Linked DNA regions of Sus scrofa: all the other regions are linked to region 1. A link is a contact called in public Hi-C, HiChIP or PLAC-seq and promoter capture Hi-C data. All regions are on one chromosome and are shown on one strand. The core of a region is the stretch at or near the end of the contact, and the rest is flanking DNA. Distances in the headings are between cores, read along the strand shown. Region 1 holds the start of PLK2 (serine/threonine-protein kinase PLK2). Region 2 overlaps LOC110257269 (a long non-coding RNA gene). Region 3 has its middle 33 kb from the start of ACTBL2. Region 4 has its middle 110 kb from the start of GPBP1. Region 5 has its middle 43 kb from the start of MIR9799.

The links. Promoter capture Hi-C pulls out the DNA fragments that hold promoters and counts their contacts. A called contact is a pair of places that touch in the nucleus more often than the background predicts. HiChIP or PLAC-seq counts read pairs in DNA pulled down with a chosen protein or histone mark.
Region 2: a contact with region 1 is called in an H3K27ac HiChIP or PLAC-seq map of alveolar macrophages. The contact joins the enhancer-like site here to the promoter of PLK2 in region 1. A contact is called at or near these places in 2 of 5 promoter capture datasets (fetal skeletal muscle and liver), 3 of 47 Hi-C or Micro-C datasets (adipocytes, embryonic fibroblasts and fibroblasts) and 2 of 2 datasets of contacts at active chromatin or transcription factors (alveolar macrophages and skeletal muscle).
Region 3: a contact with region 1 is called in an H3K27ac HiChIP or PLAC-seq map of alveolar macrophages. The contact joins the enhancer-like site here to the promoter of PLK2 in region 1. A contact is called at or near these places in 1 of 5 promoter capture datasets (fetal skeletal muscle), 4 of 47 Hi-C or Micro-C datasets (adipose tissue, embryonic fibroblasts, liver and 1 more) and 2 of 2 datasets of contacts at active chromatin or transcription factors (alveolar macrophages and skeletal muscle).
Region 4: a contact with region 1 is called in a promoter capture Hi-C map of fetal liver, with 10 times the contacts expected there. The contact joins the enhancer-like site here to the promoter of PLK2 in region 1. A contact is called at or near these places in 5 of 5 promoter capture datasets (fetal liver, fetal skeletal muscle, liver and 1 more), 31 of 47 Hi-C or Micro-C datasets (adipocytes, adipose tissue, alveolar macrophages and 16 more) and 2 of 2 datasets of contacts at active chromatin or transcription factors (alveolar macrophages and skeletal muscle).
Region 5: a Hi-C map of embryonic fibroblasts shows a contact between it and region 1, with 2.9 times the contacts expected there. The contact joins the enhancer-like site here to the promoter of PLK2 in region 1. A contact is called at or near these places in 2 of 5 promoter capture datasets (fetal liver and fetal skeletal muscle), 2 of 47 Hi-C or Micro-C datasets (embryonic fibroblasts and fibroblasts) and 1 of 2 datasets of contacts at active chromatin or transcription factors (alveolar macrophages).

Annotation. Positions count from the first base shown.
Region 1 is chr16:37,302,445-37,308,098 of Sscrofa11.1, reverse strand. PLK2 (serine/threonine-protein kinase PLK2) reads left to right here and starts at 2,985. Exons shown (of 14, transcript XM_003133981.5): 1 at 2,985-3,379; 2 at 3,996-4,103; 3 at 4,237-4,353; 4 at 4,554-4,683; 5 at 4,915-5,002; 6 at 5,448-5,543; 7 at 5,652-5,654. The coding sequence starts at 3,110.
Region 2 is chr16:36,350,265-36,356,189 of Sscrofa11.1, reverse strand. The region is part of intron 2 of LOC110257269 (a long non-coding RNA gene); the gene reads right to left. Among named protein-coding and RNA genes, the nearest start is that of ACTBL2, 120 kb to the left of the region's middle. Within about 2 kb of position 1,354, at least 9 of the 83 cell types and tissues checked have an H3K27ac peak or open chromatin away from gene starts, as enhancers often do. A contact at or near this core is called in alveolar macrophages and embryonic fibroblasts, where this site is marked.
Region 3 is chr16:36,501,775-36,507,577 of Sscrofa11.1, reverse strand. No RefSeq gene overlaps it. Among named protein-coding and RNA genes, the nearest start is that of ACTBL2, 33 kb to the right of the region's middle. Within about 2 kb of position 1,672, at least 1 of the 83 cell types and tissues checked has an H3K27ac peak or open chromatin away from gene starts, as enhancers often do. A contact at or near this core is called in alveolar macrophages, where this site is marked.
Region 4 is chr16:36,324,970-36,330,156 of Sscrofa11.1, reverse strand. No RefSeq gene overlaps it. Among named protein-coding and RNA genes, the nearest start is that of GPBP1, 110 kb to the right of the region's middle. Within about 2 kb of position 1,781, at least 6 of the 83 cell types and tissues checked have an H3K27ac peak or open chromatin away from gene starts, as enhancers often do. A contact at or near this core is called in fetal liver and liver, where this site is marked.
Region 5 is chr16:36,778,902-36,784,161 of Sscrofa11.1, reverse strand. No RefSeq gene overlaps it. Among named protein-coding and RNA genes, the nearest start is that of MIR9799, 43 kb to the right of the region's middle. Within about 2 kb of position 3,116, at least 16 of the 83 cell types and tissues checked have an H3K27ac peak or open chromatin away from gene starts, as enhancers often do. A contact at or near this core is called in embryonic fibroblasts, where this site is marked.

The sequences.
Region 1 (5,654 bases), core at 1,736-4,235:
GACTGTATTTAAGGCCTTAAAGACATGATTATGGTTAAAAGAGGTCATCCAGGTGGGCCCTAACCCAATCTAACCGCTGCCCTTATAACAGGAAATTTGGATACACAGGAGGACACCAGGGATGCTCTCTCACAAAGCAAAGATCATGAGAGGACAAGGTGAAAAGGCAGGGCAGACGTGTACATGTGAAGGAGAGAAGTCTTTGGAGAAACCAAGCCTGCCCACATCTTGATCCTGGACTTCTAGCCTCCAGAACTGTGAGAAAATATATTTCTGTTGTTTAAGCCATCCAGTCTTTGGTATCCTGTTAGAGTAGCCAGAGAAAACTAATACAACATGAGATACGGATTTCATTTTTTTAAATATGGAAAAGCTTTTTTTTTTCTAGTTCCATTTACTGAATAGTCTCCTTTTCTCACTGATCTATCATGTTCCTCCTCTGCCATTTATCAAAGTTCATTTATTTCTAAGCTCTTTATTCTCTTCCACTGGTTAATATATTTTTGTGAGGACTAAACTTTCTTACTTGCTTTAGCTTCATTCTAAGTCGTGATAGCTGGTGGAGAAAGACCTCTCTTCCAATTCTACTTTGCTATTTTTGATCACTTACACTTTGATATAAAGTTTACAATCAGCTTGTCGAGTTTAACTGAAAATCACATTGGGATCTTACTAGTAATTATATTAAATCTAAAGAATTACAGAGAAATATTTTGTAATTAAAGATTTATCTTCATTGGAAAGTACATTTATTTCCCTTTTTTGGTCCAGGGGCAATAATTTTGATTCCGTCCACACGATGGCACTACAAACCAAAAAGTGAGATTTTCACAGTTGGCGAGAAGACCCCAGAATATATACACATGTTAATACTTCATTAAATGCTCAAATGTTTTACAGGATAGATATGAATTTCACATGGCCTGTTCAACAGGCTAGCAAAAGCTTAAATATATTTAGTAAAGAAGCTGATAACCAGTAGTATCTGATAACCAGAGAATGGAAATAACAATGAAAAATGTCATGACCATTCTTCACATTCCTTTTATCTTAGAAAGTTATAAAAAATACAGGTTAAAAAATTCATTATGCGCTGATAAAATAAAGGCGAGTTATAAATTTAATTCTGGAAATTTAGGTAGTATTTTCTAAACCAGCAAGCCTACTACAGGCTAGTAAATACGTCTGCATAAGCCTGGTGAGTAAAGGTCACCCTTGGGTTTATGAATAAAGAGAAGGATTAGGTAATTCTTCATTTCCACCTCCAAGTCCACCCCTTAGTCCTGCCCTGATAATCTTGGAGTAAAGTCCACTTTCACTTATGAGAAACATGCCCGGGCTTGCCCTGAGCTGTTCACAGAATCAAAAAGGAAGATTTTCCCTTTCTACTCAGTAATGGCAAGGAATGGCTTTTCTACATCAAGTTGGAAGTATTTTAGATAGAATGTCTTTGAAACCACGCATACCTAATTAACTTATACCATGCATAACTAAACTTAATGGTGGACTGCAGCCAACAACCCTTTTTTCTAACTATATTCCACGGGTAATTAATCTGGTATTCTAAACAGCAATGGAAATTAGTATCAAAAGACTGTTTACCATATTTTAAATTAAAAAGTCTATTGCTAATTAACATAAATTGGATGATCTACTAAATACATATATAGAAAGAATACTTAAATTTTCTAAACCCCGGATTCCTCATCTATAAAATGGGAATAACATTTCCTACTTAGAACTGATGAAGAATTTAAAGAAGGAGGGATTTAAAAATACTAAAACATGAGGACGTGCACAGTAAGGGCATTATTGTTATTAGAGCAAGAAAGAAAATAGTGTTCTTCCTTAGCAAATCTGAATCGTAAAATCTGGAATAGGATGCTAAACCATGTTTTGGCTCACTGGGCTATTCTCCCTCACGCTACCAATCCGCTACCAAACCTCTCCTCTTGGAAGGCTTAGGACTGACTCCCAGCACAGGAGCAGCCACGTGGCTCAATGCGCCATTTAAACGACGCATTCTGCATAACCCCTTCTGAATAACAATTGATAGACGATTTCCACTGTAAAACCATTAATTAGCACTAGGAGCGCTTTTATTACCACTTACTGTCAAAGAAAGCCCATATAGTCGTTAACCGCTGCCCACTCGGACCGCTAGCTGAGCTTCTAGAATATTCCAGGAGATGGCGCCTTTGCCTCTCAGTCTTTTGACAGCCTGAAGGCGAAACCTTCCGAAGGCACCGGCCTCCTCCAAGGTTAAGGGTCTGACCTCCGACAAAGACCTGCTCCAGGGTGATGGACAGAGGCCATACGGGCCTAAGTGGGACTGATTCGGCAATGGTTTGCCACATTCGGAAGCGGCGCGGAGCTCGGGACACTCTGCTCCGACAACCCCTGCTTTTCACTGGTGCGCCCCCGCCAAAGGTCCACTCTGGGTGAGACTGGCGGGGTAAAAGCGCGGGTGCAGCGGTAGCCCCAAGCCCTCCAGACGGCTAGGGGAGGCCTCACGTGCCTGTGCAGTGGACCCCGGGTACACTCACACCTTGACACCGGAGGCGCCAGGTGGTGGGGCTGTCAGGAAGGGCTGTGAAGGGGAGGGAATCTGCGATGACCTGAGCTCTGGCCGCTGGGCGGTGGAGGCAGGGCCCGGCGTCGGCCCTGGGGTTTCTACTTCAAACCCAGAAGCCAGAGCATTCCAAGAATGGGGTGGTGGTCCCAGGGACAGCCGCACGCCTGCGTCCACCACCACCACCACCACGTCACGGGAAGCTCTCCAAGCAGCCGGAGCCAGTGCCTGAGCGAACGCGTTCGCACGTCACCAGAGAACTGGAAGCCAGCGATCCGTCGCGACCTCTGGCTCGGACCAGCCCGCTGTGGCGGCCGGTGGGCGGGGCGTTGTCCGTGACGTCGCATCCCGTTTCGATTCTCCACCCCCTTCTCGGCCAGTATATAAGACTTTACCGGGCGTTCGCACTCTCACAAGTGTACCAGGGCGACGGGCGCGGGAGGTTGGAAGCGGCGGGGATTCGAGGGCAGAGGCCGGCTCGGTCGTGTGTCCGCGCCTCGGAGGTAGCAGCAGGCAGGGCAGAGCGACGAGGCGACCATGGAGCTCTTGCGGACTATCACCTACCAGCCGGCCGCCAGCACCAAGATGTGCGAGCAGGCTCTGGGCAAGGCTTGCGGCGGGGACTCGAAGAAGAAGCGGCCGCAGCCGCCCCCCGAGGAGCCGCAGCAGCCGCAGCCCCAGGCTCAAGTGCAGCCGGTGGCTCCGCACCACCATCACCACCACTCGCACTCGGGGGCGGAGATCTCTCGGATTATCGTCGATCCCACGACGGGGAAGCGCTACTGCCGCGGCAAAGTGCTGGGAAAGGTGACTTGCGGCGGGCGCCCGGCTGCCAGGCGGGAGGGAGGTCTGCCCCGGCGTCCTCGAGCAGGGCCGGACCCTGAGTCCCCGTGTCCGTCGCTTCTCGGTTACTGGGGGATCCAATCCCGGCGCGACGTGGGCTGCTCACCTGCCCAACTCTGGCTTTTGTGCGCCTGCAGCGCCGGGATCGGCTTCACATCCTTGGCCATGGCTCTGTCTGCCTCACGCAGCCTAAAGACGTTGATCTTGAAGCCAGAAGCGAGGGCTTTCTGCACCAGACCTAGAGAATTTTCTCTCTACCTGGCCCCCAGAGAATTTTCTTGACAAGTCTCCTCATACCTTTTTTCTCCTCTCCCCAGCCCCCACCCCCCACCCTCCCCACCGCCCGAAAGCACCTCTTTGTCAAGGGAAAAAAGGCAGTTTTAACTTACTGTTTTCAGGGATGCTTTTCCCTAACTGAAGGAGCTTTAAAAAAAAAAATAATAAAGTAGACTGCATCCCTCTGTCACCCTTTCTCTCCCATAATTTTGTGGGGTTTTTTTTCATTTATATGTTAAAAATATGTATTTGCCGTCCATGTTCCTGCCATACTCAGTTCCATCTCTGCTTTGTTTCCTTTCAGGGTGGCTTTGCAAAATGTTACGAGATGACAGATTTGACAAACAACAAAGTCTACGCTGCAAAAATTATTCCTCACAGCAGAGTAGCTAAACCTCATCAAAGGGAAAAGGTGTGTATGACTGTTGAGTAAAGTATTTTCTTTGTGTGCAGGGACAGCCCTTCCCTGTTAGGAAGATGTCTTCTGCATGTGTAAGCAACTGGGCTGAGGGAGGCTAATGAGACTGATATTGCTTTTTCTTTAGATCGACAAAGAAATAGAGCTTCACAGAATTCTCCATCATAAGCATGTAGTGCAGTTTTATCACTACTTTGAAGACAAAGAAAACATTTATATTCTCTTGGAATATTGCAGTAGAAGGGTAAGTGTTAACTCCTATTTGAGTACCTCCACTTCCCCCAGACTGACAGGGCATTCAAATTGCACTTTATCTGAGGATTTAATTGTGGAGCTAATTACTATATTGCAGCATCAACTATCGGCACTTACTCTGCACAAGGAGACCACTGATTTTGGTAACTTTTTTTGACAGAGTCTCTTTTTTCCTTCTCCTCTTCCCAGTCCATGGCTCATATCTTGAAAGCAAGGAAGGTATTGACAGAGCCAGAAGTCCGATACTACCTCAGGCAGATTGTGTCTGGACTAAAGTACCTTCATGAGCAAGAAATCTTGCACAGAGATCTCAAACTAGGTAAGCCTTTCACTCAGAACTCTGACTTTTTGTGTCGAGTGGTGTGCTCTCTCTCTCTCCTTTTTTATGTATTTTATGTTCTTAGTTGGGATCTAGCCAATGCAGTCTTGCTTCTAAATGAGCAAGGTACCTAGTTAAGCAACTGAATACCTGCCTCTCATGTGGATGTGTGAGAGCTTGGCTAGAATGTCTTTTCAAGGGGAGTCACACTTTGTTTTGTTTTTCATCTAGGGAATTTCTTTATTAATGAAGCCATGGAACTGAAAGTCGGGGACTTTGGTTTGGCTGCCAGGCTGGAGCCCTTAGAACACAGAAGGAGGTAAGAGTCAGAAAAATACATCCTACCAGGGTTTCGTGGAGATCAAATATGCCCTTTTTATTTTGCAATTACTACTTCGGAGGTCAGTTGATACTAAAATCTATAAACCCCTACAGTGTTAATTGAAGGAAGTACTCATTGCCACCATGGACCAGGCAGAGTACCTTATGCCTTTTAGTTGATTATGATGTGTATAAAAATGTCTTGCTGTACCTGGTCTCAGTTGGCTTAAAGTATTTTTGTCATGTGGCTGAAAAAAATTGTAAATGCAGAAAAAAAAAGTCACCAGTCACTTGGGCCAATGTCAATTGTTTGCATGCCAAAAATCAAGAGGCAAATGATTCCAAATAAAAATTCAAAATAGTGCTTTTAAGGTTTTATGCAGAGAACTAATTTTAAATAGTAGAATAGTTCCCAATGAAATTTTTATATTTTGTTTTTCCAGGACGATATGTGGTACCCCAAATTATCTTTCTCCTGAAGTCCTCAACAAACAGGGACATGGCTGTGAATCAGACATCTGGGCCTTAGGCTGTGTAATGTAAGTAAATGCACCAACATCACCAAAAAGCAAACTTGGATGTAGATTTTTAACACTCGAAAAGAGTTGCTTTTGATTATTTCTAAAGAAGTATTTCCTTGCACACAGGTA
Region 2 (5,925 bases), core at 105-2,604, 950 kb after region 1:
TTTCATTCTTTTTTATGGCTGAGTAGTATTCCATTGTATATATGTACCACATCTTCATCCTTTCATCTGTCGATGGACATTTAAATTCCTTTCATGTCTTGACTATCATAAATAGCACTGCTATGAACATGTATCCAAAAGCCAGCTTTGCATGTAGAGTAATAACAAGAATAGATAATGTGCTTAAACTTGCTGAGTGCTAGACTCTAAGTGATTTATACTCCTCTCACCACCCTCTGAAGTATATTAATTATTTCCATTTTGAAGAGGTTGAAAAACAACTGACATAAACTTCTTAATAATAAATTGGATTATATTACTTCCCTGCCTAAAATGCCTTCTTCTACACTTCGAAGAGAACCCAAAACCTCATCAGAGCCTCCACAAAAGCAGGGTGTGATGAGCCCTCTGCCTGGTGCCCAGCTCTGGTCCAGGCTCAGATATCACACACTCCAGCCATGCCAGGCTTCCTTCACCTCCTCTCAAGTTCCAAGTTCTCTCTCCTCCAGGCCTTGTGTGTGCTATTCTTGCTGCCTGGAATCAGAAGGCCCTTATCCCACGTTTGGAGGAAAAGAGTCTTCTCATCTTTTATCAGCTCAACTGTCACCTCCTTGGAGACCCCTCTCCCAGCCCCAACCTCACCTACACGCACTGAAGTAGATTTACCCACCAGTATTACCCCTGCCTTTCTTCCCCTCTCTCTTGGGCCCTTGTTTATTTCATTCTTAGTTTTCATGGTGTGTGTGCGTGTGCGTGTGTGTGTGTGTGTCTCCCACCAGGACAAGAGTCCTCTGACTTGGTCTCCTTCCCTACCTCCTTCACCATCACTCTCTCAGCCCTGTGTTTTCTTTATAGTCTTTATTATAATTCGCTATTCTTCTGTTTTCCTTTATCTGTTCTTAGACCGTCTTCTCTACTAAAATCAAAGTTCCTCTGTTCATCACTCTATCCTCAGAACCCAAAGCTCTAATTGGCAAGAAGTAGATGATGGAATTTGTCCAAGGACTTGGAGCCAGCAAATGGGCAGGACTCACACCCAGACAGTCTTTGTCCAGAGCCCTTCCTCTCCCCCCTCCCCAATTCAGGACTGCCTCTAAGGTGGTCCCCCCTTCCAGTGACAAGAAGATCACAAACACTGTGTGCAGTCTGCCTCTGGAGACGGGGAAAGAGCAAACATTCACACTTGTATCACTAGTGTTCCCACCCAGGTTGGCTGAACTGATGGAAAAGGCACATGCCACTGGGCCGAAAAAAAGGAAAACTGCACCTTATCTCCAGTCCCAGCCATTCTAGGCTTCATGGAAACTAGTTCTGTCTCTCCATTAGCAGGAGACACCACTCCTGTTGGCATTCAGAAGCCAGCGACAGAGGCAGCATCATCACACTGAGGCATCAGCTTTGGACTTGCACCAGCTTTCCTCCCTCCCCCACGTTATTCATTCTTTCAGTTGCATCAGAAAAAGAAACAGGATGTACAAAGCCACAAACAGCATCACGTCTTTCTCCAGGGGAATGTATCACCACTCCTTTGTATAATTTCCTGAAGCTTTTATATATTTCCTTCCTCTGGTGCTGTTCTCTGCTTCTCTTGGCCTTTCTAATTCCTCCGCTACTTTCTTTCTGCCAGAGAATTTATTCAGCGTGAGCACGTGTGCACGTGTCTTTCAAAGCAGAACACTGGCTGGATTCCCAGCAAAGGAGGAAACAGCCTTTGTGGCCCAACTCATTCAATAAGCTTCAATTATTCATGGGATATTTATTAGGTGGGAAGAAAGCAATGGTTCTACCATTTATTAGTCCACAATCTATCAAAGGAGTAAATTAACTTCTTGTCACCACAGAAGTCACTGTATCCTCAAACACAGGAGTGGCTAATGACCAAAGATTGGAAAATATTTTACAAAAGGGTCACACATCACTTAAGCCACATGGTACAAACAGAAGTAGGGTTGAGGAGGGCAGTGAGAGATGCCAAGCAGAGAAGTGGCAGACGGCACCTAGCCCCCAAACTCTCATTATCCTAAGAGCTTCAACCAGACGTCTATGAACCTTGAGCCCCACAGTTGACTGTCTTATATTCTATCAGATTCTCAGGTGCAGCCACAAGAGGAGACACAAGAGATGCTCAGGAAAACAAAATGTGTTATATTCATAGGCCCTAAAGACAGAAGGGATGATGCAGCACACAGGAGCACATGGAAAAACACCAGCATGACTAGGAGGGAGCACTTAGGCATAGCTGTTACTGAGGTGTCCTTGGGAAAGGCAAGGCTTAGGATCCGCCAGTTTGAAGTTTTTCTGCAGGCTTGTTACTACAGGGTAGTCCCTAGTGGCCTGGCTCTGCTTATCAAGGGCATGCTCTCAGCTGAGTCCTTGCTATCACTAAGAACTGGCAGTCTCTCCTTAGCCACAAAGATCTTTTAAAATGTCAAAACATCATAATATACAGAAAAATTTTAAATATATTCACTACATCAACCTTCCAGTAAAGCAGAACCCAGCACCACCCAGATCCAAACACTGGCAGGGACACAGGTCAGGGGAATATCCATGCAGACAGGACCAGATGCTCTCATGTCCAGGAAGTGGCACTTTAGAAACAGAAGCTGGGGAGCTCATGGTCCAGAATCGGCCTGTTCCTCAATCTAGCTAAGTCAGACCAGCTGAGATAGCTCTTAGCACAGCTCCTCAAAGGTGAGAAAAATGAGCTCCCAGGGCTATGGGGCTCTTTTCTCCTTGGAGGCTAAATGGGCCCATTTCCCAGTAAACAGAGCCTAGGGCTAATGGGTCCATTGGAGAAGCAACTGGTGAGGGCTCCTTCATTCATGAGCTCTTCAGTCTCAGGACAGCATAGCAGCCAGTTTAGGAGTCATGGATGGGAAAGAATATTTGTTTGTTTGTTTGTTTGCTTGTTTGGTTCTTTATTATAGTTGACTTAAACGATGTTCTGTCAATTTCTGCTGTACAATAAAGTGACCCAGTCATACGTATATATATACATTCTTTGTCTCACATTATCCTCCATCATGCTCCATCACAAGTGACTAGATATAGTTCCCAGTGCTACACAGCAGGATCTCATTGCTTATCCACTCCAAACGCAGTCGTTTGCATCCACTAACCCCAAACTCCCGGTCCATCCCACTCCCTCCCCCTCCGCCTTGGCAACCCCAAACCTGTTTCTATGTCCATGAGTTTGTTCCTATTCTGTAGATAGGTTCATTTGTGCCATACGTTAAATTCTAGATATAAGTGATATCATACGGTAGTTGTCTTTCTCTGACTTACTTCACTTAGTATGAGAGGCTCTAGGCCCATCCATGTTGCTGCAAATGGCATTATTTTGTTCTTTTTATGGCTGAACAGTTTCCACTGTGCATATATACCACATCTTCTTAATCCATTCATCTGTCAATGGACATTTAGGTTGTTTCTACGTCTTGGCTATTGTGAATAGTGCTGCAGTGAGCATAGGGGTGCATGTATCTTTTTCAGTGAAAGTTTTGTCTGGATATATGCCTAGGAGTGGGATTGCTGGATGATATGGTAGTTCTATTTTTAGTTTTCTGAGGTACCCCCATACTGTTTTCCTTAGTGGTTGTACCATGAAAGAATGTTTTAGAAGAATGTGTATTCATGTGTGTGGGTGCATATACACATATAGAATGTATACATGTGTGTGTGTGTGTGTATATATATATATATATATACATATATATGTATGTATAACTAAGTCACTTTACTGTACAGCAGAAATTGGCACATTTAAGTCAATTATACTTTAATAATAAAAAAAGTAAGCTTCATTAAGCACACAGATACAGTGAGCAGATGGGTGGTTGGCAGAGGCAGGGTAGGGCTGAGTCAAAGAGAGGAAGAGGATCAAAAGGTACAAACTTCCAGTTATAAAATAAGTCATGGGAATGCGACTATAGCATGGCAACCATAGTTAATCATACTGCACTGCATATTTGAGAGTTGCTGAGAGTGGATCTTAAAAGTTCTCATTGAATGAAAACAAAATACTCTATGGTGACAGATATTAACTAGATTTATTGTGGTGACCTTTTCACAATATACACAAAGATCAAATCATTGTGTTATACACCTGAAGCTAATGTTATGTCGTGTCGATTATACTGCAATAAAAAATAAATAAATAAAATGTAGGTTTTATTTCTTTTCAGGCAAGGTGAGACAACAGATCAGGAGATGATGGCCTTTGAGAAGTGGTCTGGTGTTCTCAGAGACTCCAGAAGGATGGGAGGCCTGGCCACAGGGACGGGGAGGGGCACACAGGGAAGCACCAGGGTGAATCATGAGATAGATGGCAGTGGAAAAATGTAGGCAAGAGCCTTGAATGTGGTTTCTACAGGAAGCAACGAGAGAGGTAGAGTAAGCAGACTTGGGGCTGGCTAGTCTCAAAGATTTCAGTAGGCTGGGGGTTGCCCTTACTTGTCTGGTACCTGGCCCTGAGACGATTAGAACAAGCAGATAGTGGCCTGGGACTGAAAAACTCCATAAAGGAGGCAGCTGGGGTATGGGCTCTGGATTTACTGGTTTGCATATAAAAGGCACCCTAGCAGGCTTGTCATTTAGGATCTCTAGGAATCGGCCAACCTGAGAGAGGCCAACAAGGCCCAGTACCTCCAGTGTCAACAAGGCCTCAGATTTCAAAGCATCGAATGGCCATCATCAAAAAGTCTACAAATAGTAAATGCTGGAGAGGGTGTGGAAAAAAGGGAACCCCCCACACACACACACACACACACCCTGCTGGTAGGAATGGAAATCAGTACAACCACTATGGAAAACAGTACAAAGGTTCCTGCTGTACAGCCCTGGGAATTATATCTGGTCATTTATGATGGACCAAGATAATATGAGAAAAAAGAATGTATGTGTGTTTGTGTGACTGGATCATCTTGCTGTACAGTATAAAATTGACAAACACTGTAAACTAGCTATAATGGAAAAAAATAAAAATCTTTAAAAAAAAAAACTAAATATAGAATTACCATATGATCCAGCAATCCCATTCCTGGGCATATATCTGGAGAAGACCATAATTTGAAAAGATACATGCACTCCAATGTTCACTGCAGCATTTTTTACAATAGCCAAGATGTGGAAGCAACCTAAATATCCACCAACAGAGGATCAGATAAAGAATCTGTGGTATATATATACAACGGAATATTACTTAGCCCATAAAAAAGACTGAAATTTTGCCATTTGCAGCAACATGAGAGACTATTACACTAAGTAAAGGAAGCCAGACAGAGAAATACAAATATCATACAAAATCACTAATAAAATCTAATTTAAAAAGGATACAGGGAGTTCCCATCATGGCGCAGTGGTTAACGAATCCAACTAGGAACCATGAGGTTGCGGGTTTGGTCCCTGCCCTTGCTCAGTGGGTTAAAGATCCGGCGTTGCCATGAGCTGTGGTGCAGGTTGCAGACGCGGCTCGGATCCCGCGTTGCTGTGGCTCTGGCATAGGCCAGTGGCTATAGCTCCGATTAGACCCCTAGCCTGGAAACCTCCATATGCCGCGGGAACAGCCCAAAGAAATAGCAAAAAGACAAAAAATAAATAAATAAATAAATAATAAAATAAAAAGGATACAAAAGAAACTATTCACTAAACAGAAACAAATTCAAAGATTTTGAAACCAAACTTACGGTTACCAAAGGTGAAATGTGGAAGGAGGGATAAATTAGGGGTTTGGGATTAACATATACACACTACCATATATAAAATAGATAAATAACAAGGACCTACTGTATGGCACAGGAAAATCCACTTAATACTGTGTCATAACCTATACAGGGAAAGAATCTGAAAAGGAATTGATATAGGTATAGCTGATTTACTTTGCTGTACACTTAAAATTAACACCCCTTTGTAAATCAATGATAT
Region 3 (5,803 bases), core at 423-2,922, 800 kb after region 1:
TTTTTCCTACATAACTCAATGTGTTTCCTACTTCTATGCAAATTTAAGCTCAACTGTGAAAAATTCCTGCAGCATCTATGTCATATTATAACATCTGAATTACAAACAAAACATCATGTTGAAATGCAAAGTATCTGCTCTACACTCCACAGTCACTGCAGTCATCCTTCATAACCCTATCTTTGTGTATTTTTTGTTTTTGTTTTTGTTTTTTGGCCCCACCCACTGTGTGTGGAAATTCACGCACCAGGGATCCAACTCTTGCCACAGGAGTGATCTGAGCCATAGCAGTGATAAGGCCAACATCAGATCCTTAACCTGCTAGGCCACTGTGTAAGTCCTGTGTGGTTGTTTTATATTTATAGAGTGATTGAAAGTCTTAGAGAAGAGAAATATTGTAACTCTCCAAAATGAGATAGGAAATGAAACGTAAGAGCCTATAAAACCATACGTGAACTATGACCCATCCTATTTCTTCTACAGCAATATTAAAATCATCATTTTGAGGAGGTGAGGACGTAGAGTGACGATAAAACTAAAATAAAATCAGACTATGCAGGAGGCTGAATGATGCGCCCTCCCCCCGAAATATCCAGGTCCTAATCTCTGGAACTATGATTGTTTCCTAATTAGGAAAAAGGACTTTGCAGATGTGATTAAACTAAAGTTCTTAAAGACATTTTCCTGCATTATCTGGATGGCCCTAAATATAATCAAAGGGACCATCTAAGAGGGAAGCAGAGGAAGAGTTGACAGAGACAAAAGAGAGAAGGTGATGCAATGACAAAGTAAAGACAAATTTGAAGATGCTACATTGATGATCTTGAAGATGGAAGAAGGGACCACGAGCCAGATAAATACGAGGCATGAAACTCTCCAAGCTGGAAAAGGCAAAGAAACAGATTCTTCCCCAGAGTCTCCAAGGTAGTGCGGCCCAGTCAACCCTCAGATTTAGTCCTGTGAAACTGATTTTGGACTTCTGACCTCCAGAACTGAAAGTGAATAAATATGTGTTGTTTTAAGCCATGAAGTCTGCAGTAATTTATTACAGGAGCCATAGAAAACTAATACAAATAAAACTACCAACTCTTGGCAGTATCTATAACATTGATAATAGTGAATATTTATCCAGACTTACTATGTACCAGGCTCTGTGTAAAAAGGCTTATATGTATTAGTGCTTTTGAACCTCACATAGTATCTATGAGAGAATTAGTATTTAGGTCCCCAATTTATAGGTATGAAAACTATGTCACACAATTAGCAGCACAGCATAGAGCTGGAATGTGAAGCAAAGCAGCCCACAGTCCAATTTGTTCACCTGACTTTCATCCTTTAATGTCTAGTATTCATGTCTCTTGTATTTTGATATGTTTGGAGGGTGAGGGGCTGTGGTGGGCCACCCAAGAACCACATGTCTATTACCATTGTATCATTCACTTCAAAGGATTATTTCAAACATTTCCTTCTTAGTTGGAAAAACTGAGTCATAATGAGATTAAGTGTTTAAAAAAAAAAAAAAAAAAGCAAAGAGGGAGTTCTCTTGCGGTGCAGTGAATTAAGGATCCAGTGTTGTCATTACATTGGCTTGGGTCACAGCTATGACTTAGGTTCAATCCCTGGCCCAGAAACTTCCCCATGCTGCTGGTGCAATCAAAGAGAGAGAGAGATTAAGGGTGTTCAGCAAGCCTGTGGCAGGACCTGGAACAGAGCTACTGCTGAATGACTGGCTCTGCTTGAGCAATTATACCACACTCAATGTGCTTTCAACTCTTGGAAGCATAGTCATACCTTTTATCTCCCAACAATTCTGCAATGTGAGTCAAACAAGCATTATGATTTCATTTTAAAGATGAAAAACTGAAATGCAAAGTAAAGCAAAGTTCATACATTCTTTCTGCTGGTTTGTACAATAGTAAGAAAAGGGTTCAAGTCTCCTGTATTCAGCCCTGAACTCTCTACTCAACCTCACTTAACTGTCTCATAAATGGTCCAGCACCATTTTCTTTTCATCTTTTTTTAATTCAAGTATTGTTGATGTACATTGTTGTTTTAATTTCTGTTGTACAGCAAAGTGATTCAGTGATATACTCTTTTTTCAGTTATCCTTTTCCATTATGATTTATCATAGGACACTGAATATAGTTCTCTGTACATACATAGGATTGTGTTGATTATTACCCCATGTATTATAGCTTACATCTGCTAACCCCAAACTCCCAATCCATCCCTCCCCCAAAGCCCTCCCTCTTGGCAACCACAAGTTTGTTGTCTATGTCTGTGTGTCTGTTTCTGTTTTGTAGATAGGTTCATTTGTACCATATTTTAGATTCCACACATAAGTGATACCATATGGTATTTGTCTTTCTCTTTCTGACTTACTTCACTTAGTATGATAATCTCTAGTTGCATCCATGTTGCAAATTTCATTATTTCATTCTTTTTTATAGCTGAGTAATATTTCACTCTATATATCAATCATATCTTCTGTATCCATTCATCTGCTGATTGACATTTACGTTGTTTCCATTTCTTGGCTATTGCAAATAGTGCTGCTATAAATATAGGGTGTATGATATGTATCTTTTTGAATTTTAGTTTTGTCTGGATATATACCAGAAGTGGGATTGCTGGATCAAATGGTAGGTCTATCCTTAGTTCTCTAAAAACTGCCATACTGTTTTCCATAGTGGCTGTACAAACTTATATTCCTACCAACAGTGTAGGAAGTTTCCCTTTTCCTCATGTCCTCTCCAGCATTTGTTATTTATGGGCTTTTTAATGATAGCCATTCTGACTGGTGTGAGGTGATAACTCACTGTAGTTTTGATTTGCATTTCTCTAATAATTAGTGATGTTGAGTATCGTTTCATGTGTATACTGGCCATCATATGTCTTTTGTGGAGAAATGTTTGTTTAGGTCTTCTGCCCAGTTTTTGATTAGGTTGTTTGTTTTTTTGTTGTTGAGTTGTGAGTTGTTTGTATATTGTGGATATTAAGCCTTTGTTGGTTCCATTATTTGCAACTATTTTCTCCCATTCCATAGGTTGTCTTTTCGTTTTTGTCTTTTTTTTTTTTTTTTTTTTTTTTGGTTTCCTTTGCTGTGCAAAAGCTTGTGTGTTTGATTAGATCCCATTTGTTTATTTTTTGTTTTTATTTCTATTGCCTTGTGAGACTGACATAAGAAAACATTTGTACAGTTTATGTCAGAGAATGTTTTGCCTATGTTCTCTTCTAGGAGTTTTATGATTTCTTGTCTTGTGTTTAAGTCTTTAAGCCATTTTGAATTTATTTATATGCATGGTATGAGGGTGTGATCTAATTTCACTGATTTGCATGTAGCTACCCAACTTACACAAAACCACACGCTGAAGAAACTGTCTTTTTCCTATTGTATATTCTTGCCTCCCTTGTTGAAGATTAATTGACTGTAGGTGTGTAAGTTTATTCTGGGCACTCTAATCTGTTCCATTGGTCCATATGTCTATTTTGTGCCAATACCACATTGTTTTGATTACTGTAGCTTTGTGGTATTATCTGGGAGTGTTATGCCTTCTGCTTCTTCCCCCTCACCCCTTAAGGATTCCTTTGGCAATTCTTGGCCTTTTGTGGATCCCTATGAATTTTAGGATTATTTACTCTACTTCTATGAAAAATGTCATGGGTAATTTGATAGGGATTGCATTAAGTCTATAGATTGCTTTGGGTAGTATGGCCATTTTAACAACACTAATTCTTCCAATCCAAGAGCATAGGATATATTTCCATTTATTTAAATAATCTTCAGTTTCCTTTATTAATGTTTTTATTATTATTAATATTTTATAGTTTGCAACATATAAGTTTTTCACCTCCTTGGTGAGGTTTATTCCTAAGTGTTTTATTTGGGGGGGGGGAGTCCTATTTTAAAAGGTATTATTGTTTTACATTCCCTTTGTCCAGCACTATTTTCTGGGCTATCCTGTAAATCACTTCAGAAACAAGACTCCCACTGGAATGCATTCGATCTAGTCCTGTGATATCCAATGTGGTAGCCTGCAGCCAGCAGCTGCATAAGACTATTGAGCATTTGAAATGTGTCTAGTTAAGGTAGTTCCCTGGTGGCTCAGTGGGTTATGGATCCAGAATTGTCACTGCTGTGGCTGAGGTTACTGCTGAGGTGTGGGTTTGATCTCTAGCCTGGGAACTTCTGCATGCCATGGGTATGGCCAAAAATTTTTTAAACATAAAAATGAAATGTGGCTAGTCAAAATTGAGATGCATTATAAGTATAAAATGCAATTGAATTTTGAAGACTTAGTATGCAAAAGAGAATGTAAAATACCTTACTAATATTTTTATTTTGGTTGTATATTAAAATAATACTTTGGATATAATGGGTTAAATAGAACATATTTTTAAAATTAATTTAACCTATTTCTTTTTACCCTCCTGCTACTTGAAAATGTAAAATTAAATATATGGCCCATGTTTCACAGCTTTACATTTTATCACAATCAGTGCAGAAAAAAGGCCTTTGCCAGCATCCATAGGACAACCTCAATTTTAACATTTCCAGAGGCAGAAAGGTACTCAAGAAGCAGCCAATTCCATTTTTGAAAAGCTCTAAAAGAAAGTTATTTTCTTTCTTTTAGAAAGAAATGAAAACTATAGATAAGGTAAGAGAAATGTCTTAAAAAGCATGTATCCTTGGGTGATAATGGGTCAACACAGGTTCATCAGTTATAACAAATGTGCCACTCTGATGCAGGATATTGACAATGGAGTAGGCTATTTGTATGTGCTCATGTGGGGGCAGAGAATATATGGGAAATCTCCACACCCTTTACTAAATTTTGCTATGAATCTAAAATTTTTATGAAAACGTATCTATTTTTTTAATTACAATTAAAAGAAAAGAAGAAAACAGGTTGTGATAGCTGATTTTATGTGTCACCTGCCACAAAGTTCCCAGATATCTGGTCAAACATAATTTTGGGTGTGTCTTAAGGTGTTCCTGAATGAGGTTTTATTTGAATTGGTAGACCAAGTTAAGCAGGTCACCCTCCCTAATGTGGAAGCCCTCCTTCACATTAGGCCTGGACAAAACTAAGAGGTTGACCTTTCCACAAATAAGGAAAACTTCTGCTATCTGAGGACACTGGTCTCTTCCAGCCCCTGGGCCAAGATTCAAATACTGGCTTTTTTTTTAAGTCTTGCTGACCGCAGATCTTGGGACTCGTCAGCCTCCATAATCACATAGGATGACTCCTTATAATAAATACTTGTAATTCCTTACTGTACACACTACTGGTTCTGTTTCTCTGGAGAACCCTGGTTAATACGTAGGTCTATAAGAATTGTCATAACAAGATACTCTGATAAATGAAAACATTTAAAGAAGACGCAAATGAAGAAGAAAAGAGATCGGTCGGGGAGAGAGAGAAAGGAAGTCAGATAAGGAAAAGAAATGAAAAACAACAAAAATAAAAAGACTTTTATCCCTATAACCTTTGCTGTGTACAGAATATCTCTAGAAAATAGATAACAGTGATGACTTCAGGAGTGGGAAATGAGGGGTCTGAGCAATGGGTGGATAGAAAATGGAGTTTTAACGTTATGCCTTTCAGTGGCCTTTAGTTGTTTTTCTTTGAAGGTGTGTTTCCCATTCATAAATATATTTGAAATAGAAATCATAATGCTTTGACTAAAAACCTTTGTCAAAAACGTAAAAGCAGATATTGTAAGGAAGACTCTTCAGCTTTTGAGCTTGAACAGAGAGTAGCTGGGCAGGTTTTTGCAGCATGAAGTGATATTTTGGTAG
Region 4 (5,187 bases), core at 532-3,031, 980 kb after region 1:
TGCACTCTAGAAACTGCAAAAAAAACTTGCTTTCACTTGCAGCCAGACTGCAAGTCATTTGGGTGCCCATAGAGTTGCAAGTCCTGGAATTAAATTAATAGGATCCTGGCTTGCACCTCTAGGCACCTCCAGGCACCTAGCAGAAGCAAAAGAAAACCCTCTCTCAGGAAAAATATCATTCTAGGCCTCAAATTATTTTTACAAATAATATATTCAAATACAGTGTCCAGCACACAATCAAAACCAGGCCTCAAGGATACAAGACAATAGGAACAACAACCAGCATAAATAACAACAGAAATGAACACACACGTGGTCCAGATAATGAAATTACCAGGCACAGACTCTAAAACTACTATAATTAACATGCTCAAAGAGAGAAAATAAAAGTTTCGTCAAGTAACCGGAAAGAGGAAAAGCGCTTTGCAGATTTAAAAGGAAACAAGTTGAAATTTAGGAACTTAAAATACAATAACCAGGAGTTCCTGTTGTGGCTCTGCAGGTTAAGAACTCGACATAGTCTCTGTGAGGATGCAGATTCAATCCATGGCCTCCCTCAGTGGGTTAAGGATCCAGCATTGCCACAAGTATATGTTGCACATGCAGATCAAAGCCAGTGTTGCCCTGGCTGTGGTGTAGGCTAGCTCCAATTCAACCCCTAGTCTAGGAACTTCCATATGCCGCAGGTGTGGCCATAAGAGAGAAAAAGAAAAAGAAAAAAAAATACAATATCCAAAATTAAAAGCAATATACTGGTTCATCAGCAGATTAGAGAAAGGTGAGTAAAGAATTAATGGACTAGAAGATATATCATAAGATACAAACAAAACAGTAAAGGAAATGGAACATAGAAAGAGTGGAGAAAGAAAAAACACAGTGAGAAAATCAAAGATAGGTTTAATTGGAGACCCAGAAAAAGAGGAATGGGAAGGGGACTAAAAGCAGATATGCTGCAGGGAACATCTATTCAGTCAGATGGAGTGAATGGCTCTATGGGCTCTTGAAACTGACCCTAAACCCTCCAACTAAGTGATAGATGTTGTCCTAGGAAGGGGGCACGGTGGAGTATAGAGGAACCAATCACATTTATCCATTTCAAATAGATACTTTTCAACCAATACAGTTTAAATGCTTCAATTATTTAAATCCTTCCCTCATGCCTGCTTTAAATAACAAATTCAACACCAGTGGTTGATTATCACACTATCCCAAAAGGAAACATTATAATTTGGAAGAAAGGCTCTGGAGAAGTCAATTTGAATGTGGGTTAGAAGTGCATACCTCTAAGGCATTTTAGGAGACTGTGTCTGAGGGCAAAGACAGAAGAGGGGCCAACAGCACAGTCTGACAACTAGGACTCAGGGCTGGACCCCAGTTAGAGAGAGCCTTTTGGTCAAAGCTGAAGGAACTGCTTTCAGGAAAGGCACAGCAGACTGGTCTGTACACATAGACAATGGATAACGCAGAGTTGGCAGCATGGCAGTCCCTAGTTCATCAAGGAACACGAACTTCAAGGAATGGAACAGTCAGTTACCAACTCAGGAACAGCAAACAAAGAGCCCAGGGCACATCCTTCAAAGGGCAGCCTGCAGTAGGAGCAGTGGCCATGGTGAAGCAACTGCCATCCTGCATTTGCAGTGGACACGCCACCCTGAGAATTGTGAATTAGTACCATTCACGTAGCAGGTAACGCTAGCAACACACAGGTGCAAGGCTTAGCAATCACCTCGGAAAAAAAGAGAGCATCATGAACTGGCTTGCTGTGGTTTATTTACTCTGGTGTATTTACTCTGATAGGTGTGCAGAGAGCCAAAGATCAATTGTTCACCTGACTTTCTTCCCAAGGATTGAACAGGACATTTCAACATAGAAATCCTGCACAGCCTTTATTTTGTGCTCAAGTCAAAACACTTCCTGTGAAAAGGCAACTTGTACACAAAACAGAAACCAGTGGAGAAACAGGATTCACAATGTAAATAGAAATTTCTCACCCAGTTTTGTTGTGTTGTTGTATTTGAGGGAAAATCCAGTGCAAACACGAGGCCAAGTTCTGATGGAATACAGTAAAAGGGTCATGTATAGAGTGTTTCTGCTATAGATTTCAGCTTTAGGCTGATGACCAGATAAGAACAACTCCATTGCTTAAAACATCTCACTAATATGTTCCCCCTTGGGAGTTCCCACCATGGTTCAGCGGTAAGGGACCCGACTAGTATCCATGAGGACACAGGCTTAATTCCTGGCCTCACTCAGTGGGTTAGGGGTCCGGCATTGCCACAAGCTGTGGTGTAGGTCGCAGACAAGGCTTGGATCTGGTATTGCTGGGGCTGTGGTGTAGACTGGCAGCTGTAGCTCCGATTCGACCCCTAGCCTGGGAATTCCCATATGCCATGGGTTCAGCCCTAAAAAAAAGAAGAAAAAAAAAATATGTTCTGCCTTTAGAACATATCAAAAGCTCAAATGTCACCAGAAATAAGATGATCTATACTAATTAAAAAGAATAGTGTTCTTAGTCTAAGAGAAAATTTTGGATTCCTAAGGAAAAGATACATGGATTAAATGAGTTTTTACTGTTTTTCAGTTTTGACCAAACAGTTTATTTTAGATCTAAACATCCCCCTGCTGTACTAGGAGCCTAAAAATTGTTGTATATTTTAACTGGAAAGAGAAACTCACTACAAATAAAGATAAACACATTGGCTCAATTGATTCTCATTTTCCAAGCAAAACTACAAACTGTAAAAAAAAAAAAAAAAAAAAAAAAAAAGCAAAGGCCTGAAATGTTGCCTCTTCAACCATTTCAACTCACCTAAGTGAGTCTGTGTGAGAAAAGGAACGTCTTGCTGTCTACTGAGGACATGAGGCAGGTGGCTCAAGGTTCTGCCCTTAACCCAGCTGGGCTCTTTTCCCAGGGACACTTAACAGCCTCCAATGTAAGGAGCTGGTTCTTGGTTGGGACTGATCATTTTGGGCTCACACTATGATAGTCATGTTCTGGTCTAAGAGGTCGATGTGTAATAACCCAATTTGTCTTCACAGCAACTCCACGGGGGACCACTGTCATTAGCCCTATTCTATCCACAGGTGAGGACACCATAGCACAGAGTGGGCTCCCTGCCACAGTCACTCAGTGGTCAGCCCGGGACCGCAGACTGCCAGCCAAGCCCCCAGCAGTGCTTCCCAGAGCGTGGGCCGCACCCCTGTCCCAGGTGGAGGACTGTTTGTTACTCTTCCCTTTCTGAGAGCAATGGAAAGGAAATCCTCTGAAACTTTTATAGAAATGTGCCACAGAGTAACACTGTAATTGTTAAAAATCGCATTATTTTTTTAAATGGACCTTGTGCTGGGTTTTTAATGTCACCTTTCACAAAGGTAAAAATTCCTTTTTACACAAGTATCAGTCTGTGATGGATTGGAATTTTTAAAAACCAGGTTCTTCACCACACAGAGTATAAGGAAGCTGATCCCAAAGCTCAGAGAGCCACAAGTTCAGCCCTGATGAGAACGACCTTGACTTCCCATCTGTGTTCAGCAGGATACACTGTTAGTGCCGGAGTTCACGTCCTGTGAAGGGGCCACCTGCCCACTGAGAAGACATGGGAGCTGGCGGAGTTTGGGGGCTGGGGTGTGCACAGATTCAAGGCTGGCCATCTCCTCAGTTCTCCTTGGTGATTCCAGAACTCTCCTGCTGCAGTAAGTATGTACCTTTAGGAAGAAATTGTGTTTCAGCATCTTGCAAGATCTGTGAAAATGTTAGTGCTAAAGTGACCCCGAATAAGGTCATCTAATGCCTCTCCTCTCCCTTGGGGATTAAAACTGAGGGACGGGGGTACCGTGTTCCGTAGGAACAAGAGTAGTTGCTGTGACACCAAGCCCTCTGCATCAGTCCCATCTGATCCCAAAATGCCTCTTCCCAATAAATGTGGTTTTATGTGTTCCCTCCTCTTTGTAAAACAGGATACAAAGGCACCAACCCCTCTCCTCCATCTAGAAAGGAAGAAAGGAGTGTGGAAAAGGACCCTCAATATCTGAAGCAAGGCAGGCTTACCTGGAAGCCCAGTTCAAGATCTGAAAGCCCCCTACCCCCACAGGAGCGGGGGGCAGCGCAGGGCACACTGGGGTCAGCACTTCCCACACTCACAGGCCTTGTTTTCTTGGAAAGCCTATCCCAAATAAACCAAGATGGAGCTCTTGTATCTGTAAAACCTAACATTTACAGAGAAAGTAAACAACTGTAATGGAGAAGGCTTCAGCTGACCGCAGGGTTCATTTTCCGGTGGATAAGATGCATGCGTGTGAAGGGAGCTTCAGAGAGGAGGGGTGAGGCTGAGTATATGAAGACGTGGGTTGTTATGGTTCATGGAAAGTGAAAGAGAAAACCCAGCATGGCCACTCACCATGGACAAACGAAAATCCACCCTAGTCAGTTGCTGCCCTTAAGAGACATAGCCTGAGAGGAAAAATCCCAACACTTCTGCTCAGTAGAATTCGCAACGGCAATAACAGCAATGTTATTATTAAGGTGTTACGGATTTTGAAAATTTACAAAGTCACATTATCTCACTTGACCCTAAATCCTAATCTTCATCCTCAGCAATAATCAGTAGAGTTTTTATAATCCCTTTGGAAAGCAGTAATTAGTAAAGATGAAGAAACTCAAGGTATTTTGTCACGATCACACTGAGAGTCAGTGACAGAGTAGCTTCTGGTATTAGAGCTTCATAGTCTCTCTCCAGAGCTTTTCATGCATCAGCTACTTGATTCAATGTCACTCATTTCTTGGTTCATGTGTCCTCAGGGGTTCATTTTGTCAGCTCTGTCAGGTCACTGAGACATAGAGCATACATAAATAATGACATTGGGAGTTCCCATTGTGGAAGCTAATCTGACTAGTATCCATGAGGATGAAGGTTTGATTCCAAGCCTTGCTCAGTAGATTAAGGATCTGGCATTGCCGGGAGCTGTGGTGTAGGTCACAGATGGGGCTCAGATCTGGTGTTGCTTGGGCTGTGGCCTGGGTCAGCGGATACAGCTCTGATTCGACCCCTAGCCTGGGAACCTCCATATGCCAGAGGTGTGACCCTAAAAAAAGACCAAAAAAAGTGCAAAGGATGAATGAAATATGACCAAAAAAAAATAACGATACTAATGTAATCTAACCAAGTTATATTGCTATACCAAGTGAAA
Region 5 (5,260 bases), core at 1,867-4,366, 520 kb after region 1:
GTGTTTAAAAGTCTATACATTTTATATAAATATTTCTGTTACTGATTTCTAATTTAATTATATTGTGGTTAGAGAGCATACTCTGGGTGACTTAACCTTTTGTATTTATTGAGACATATTATGGCTTACCCAGAATAGGTCTTTCTTGGGTAAATATTGTCTGAAAGAATATGTGTTCTGTTTTTGGGGGGGTATAGTGTTCTATAAATGTCAATTAGGTCAAGTTTATACTTAGTGGTTTTGAGTTATCTATATTTATTTGTATATTACATGATCATCTTTGTAAAAAAAAAAAAAAAAATCCAGCAGAACCTACAAGGAAGCTACTAGAACTAACAAGTGAATTTAGGATGTTTGAATGATACAAGATCAATATGAAAAAAATCAACCATATTTCTATACACTAGCAAGGAAAAATAGGACATTTAAACTAAACAATACTATCTACAATAATATCAAAAATAGAAAATACTTAAAGATAAATTGGACTAAAGATATATGAGACCTAAACACTGAAAATTGCAAAACACTGCAGAGAGATTGTACAAGACCTAAATAAATGAAGAGATCCTATTCATAAGTTAAAGTACTCAATGTTGTTAAAATGTTAATTTTCAAATATCTATAGGTTCAATGAAATCTTATCAGGTATTTAAGTAGAAATCAGTAAATAGATTCTATAATTCACATGAAAATGCCATATGGAAATTCCAAAGAATCTAGAATAGCCAAACCAACTTTGAAAAAGAACAAAGTTAGAAGACTAAAACTGCCTTATTATAAAGTTACAGTAAAAAAAAAAAAAAGTGTGGCATTGACATAGAAATGGCCCAGTAGATTAATGGAGCAGAACAGGGGGTCTAGAAATGTTTTTTCATATATACCTGGACAAATGATTTTGGACCAAGTTGTAAAAGCAGTTCTGTGGAGAATGAACAGTCTTTTCAACAAATAATGCTTGCACAATTGGATATCCATATGCAAAAAACAAACTTTGATAAATATCTTTTCATTATATAAAAAATAATTCAAAATGGATCACTGATATAATTTTAAAACCTAAACTATGCAACTTCTAGAATAAAAAAGGAGAAAATCTTTATAACCTTTGGTTAATCAAAGATTTGTTAGATATAATACCAAAAACAAAAATCATAAAAGAAAAAAATAATTTGGGCCTCTTCAAAGTTTAAAACTGCTACTTTATGAAATATCCTGACATGAGATTGAAAAGAAACAAGCCATAGACTAGGAGGCAATATTTGCAAATCACATATATGATAACATATTTTGCATCTAGAAAAGCCCCTACATTATCCAGTTAAGAACATGGTTTTTGGAGTTGTGCTGCTTAAATGTCATTATTACCACCTGCTGTATAACTCCTTATAGCTTTTTTTAATCTTCTAAATGCTTCTGTTTTGTTATTGTTGTCTCTATAGTTAGTAGGTTTCTAATAGTACAATTGCATTCATTTTGAGGAGCAGAGCTATAAACTGGATATAAATCAAGAAGAAGTTTAAAATGGAAGTAACAGAAGTCTATGTCACTTCTGGAGTCAATTTGAGAGAAATATTAGATTGCTTTGGAAAAGGTGCATTTCCATATGTCACTGCCTGATTTTTAGCATGGCTCAGAATTTCAGCATGAAGCACTCTGAGGCTCAGAAGTGAAGACTGCCTCATACCCTTCTGTACTGGAAGGGAATCCTCACCCTTATTCCCAAGCTGTTCTTCACAAATCTCTCTTATTTCTAATGGGTTAGACCTAATACATCTCTGAAAAGTAGAAATGGAAACATTTTCAGGAACAGGGAATTTGTGAATCTCTTGTTTATCTTGGAAAACTGGTATTGCAATTTCCAAACAAATACAGCATAGCCCTGGCTCTCTTTGGGATCATTCCACACTATGCTCTTAAAAGCATTTACAACAGTTTGGAGACGAGATGGTGAGCTTTATAGCTCAGACATGCAAAGGAAGCACTCTCCTTCTGCATATAAAATGTCTAGACTTAGAAGGATGGTCTTAGTCGTAACAGCAGCCTGGGTCTGCTAAGGTTTTCTTCAACAGGGACTGTCCTTTGGTGACACAAAAATCTCAAACCAAGCCTAGCAGTGTAAATGGCAATCCAACCATGTACTTTTTGCTCAGATCTGACAGGTATTCATTTAAAATTTCAGGCTATCATTTCTCATTTATCCATCAGATCGATAAACATATATTAAGCACCTACTAAATGCAAGGCATGATTATACACAATGCCACCACTCAAGGAGCTCAGGATCTATGGCAGTGATTCCTAAGGGTAGGGCCTTTTCTGTCTAATGGGGGTTTATCTTAATCTGAAGGTGTTTAAAGATGAGAGAGAGAAAAAAACTTGTGATGGAAATCAATGCTCCTAGTTTAGATCCTAGATCCCCAGAGAATGTTAGTAGATCTTCCAGATGGAAAGTTAAGGCTTACTCTGCTCTGCTCATTCTTTATTTGAGAAACACTCAAGATACTGAAGACAGGGAAAAGGCAGTGCCAGGCCTCTGAAAATGTACATGTGGAAGAGACCCTGCAGAGCCTTCTCACCTCCTATGCATAAACAGGCACAGAAGCCCTGTCCAGCCTCCCCTTATTTGGGTGTGAGGACTCAAGTCAGCACTGTAGTGTCTCTGGTATTTGGGACTGGCAGCAATGGCCAGGGAAACCCCACAGAGGTTTCACAGTTGCATGACTCATTTGCCTCAGAATGCATTGCTAACCATGAGGTCAACTTCAGAGCAGGCCCCAGCAGTCAGCTCTAGTACCAACAGTGGGACATGCATTCTTCCAAGATAAGAGATAATCTTTCTAATCAAACAGTAAAAGAGAAGTACGCCTGGGGAAAATTTAACGGACTTTTACCACAAATTTATGAATAGAACCAACTCACCAGGCAAGCTTGTACTGACTTTAGGAGTTTGACTGAAAATAAACATATTGTTTTTTCTGCTAAGGATATAAATACATTTATAGAAACATAGCAAATAAATGCCATAAAAGAAAGTGAATGAGCTTATGTAGGAACTTTGATTTTCTCTTGAAATATCTAACCTGATATTTTCTCTGCCATTCCAGCAGTTGAAATGTCCTCTGATCAGCTTCATGAGCTTTACCAGGGCCACTGTTAAGATCTGCCCTTCAGGCATTTCATCCTCTTAATTCTTCTGAATCATCACAAGAAATGTTCAATGCTGCTTAGGGGTCAATTCAATTTTATTGACTACTGGATGACTCTCCTTATGAAAAATCAAGACAGAATTTGACAAAAGACTAGACTAGGAGGACTCTTGAGTTTTTTTTTCTGATTCGTTTTTGAGATAGTTCTTTAATCAACAAGTTATAACTTTGGACAACCAAGATACAAAAAAGTTTTTTGATAGAATATTTTCAAAAAAAAAAAAAAAGAGGAGCAAAAATAACATGTTTCCTGAGTTGCCAGGTTGGGGGTGACAGGCTAGTGAACACTAGGACGGCAACCTTAAAAAAAAGAATGGCAATGGCCTCTATTACGGAAAGTTTACCTTCCCTAACCCCGCCCTGTTGGTAAAGGCTCTTCTTGCCTCTTAGCTGCATTACCAAGTAAGGACACAGAAAATTGCTGACTCTTTGCTACACCCACTACAAGACAGATTTCATGTAGGCAGAGATTTTGATTGTTTTCTTCACAACCATACACTCCGTATCAGGAACAATGCATATTACACAGGGTATACACAATACATATTTGTGAGTGCAATGAATGGATGAAGTGGCCATTTTTATCTGCATAGGGATATTGTGATTCAATCTGCCAAAGAAGCTTAATTTCTGTGTAAATAATGCCTCTTTAGAATCTGAAGGACTCACAGATCTCAGCTGCTTTGATGCAGGATTTCTCTGACAATTTAACTGTTTCTTTTTGGCCAAGGAGATGGAAGATTATTATTACCAAGTTTGGTGTGGGAAGTAGTGAAGGCCAAGCAATAAGCACTGCCTCAGAATTTTAGATTGAATTTAGCAGGTCATCAAAGATGGTGAGGCAGGAGCAAAATGCCGAGGTCTTCAGCAAATCTAAGCTAGGAGAATCAGCAAGAGTCAAAATTGAGTCAGGATGGAGGTTGAAAGGTGAAGCTGGGTAACATCATTATTGAAGTCCCAGGTCATAGGGGTTCAGAATGAGAGGCCTTCTGGTTGCTTCTTTCCTGATAGAAGGAGAAGAGAGGAGAAGCCAGCCACTAAAGATAGGGAGAGGAAATAGGGATCTGGGTAAAGTAATGACCTGCTAGAGTTGATATAAAGGAACTCTGTGATTATAAATTGACACTTTATTTTTCATGGTGATTGAGGCTTAGGAAAAAAAAAAAAAACAAAAAACAAAAAACCAGCCATGCATAAATTTCAGGTTTTCCTTTAGAAATAAATTGCCTTTGAAATAATGTACTCCACCAAAGTAAATAATTTTATGGGCTAAAATAAACATTAAACACACACATGAAACATCTAAATTCTTTAAAATCACTGTATCCTTCTTTTTGAATTTATGTTTATTACTAAGAGTGATCACTAAAACCACGATAAACTTGGAGGCAGAAGTCTCCAGCTGTTGAATAATCACTATGGGGACTTATGACTAAAAGTTCCCGGTACATTATTTAAGCTGCCAGATCATTCACTCCCTGTATGAAATCTTTTCTCTTCTTTGGATCAAGCAAGACCTCTATGCAACTGTGTTTAATTTTTTTGTTTCTCAGTTCACTGACCAGCTCTCAAATCTTCTTTTGAAAACTTTGAGGCAGTAAATAAAAGAAAAGAGGAATAGATGAGAACTGTGTAGACTCTGCTGTATATATATGTGGTAATTCTAGTAGTTAGGGAATACCTTTTCAATTTAAAAAATAAATAAATAAAACTATGAAATAGCCTAAATCAAAACATTGCCCCCTCTCCCCCCACTATGAGAGCCTTTTCAAACTAGATATTTTCAGTATCTAGTTACTTGTCAGTAACCATTTCTTAGTTGGTCACTCTTAGTAGTAGTATTTCTGCTCTAGGCTAGGTAGCTAGAAATATATCTCCAAGCACATGACTAGTAAGTTGGACACTAAAAAAGGCAGCAAATTTAACAGGAAATCATTTCATCCAGATTAATTACCTTTTCTCAATTCTTACAAATAATATAGACCTCCTGACTGTTTTCAAAAATTAGAACAATTAGCCATGCAGTTAACCTATTGCCTTTTCTGACCAAG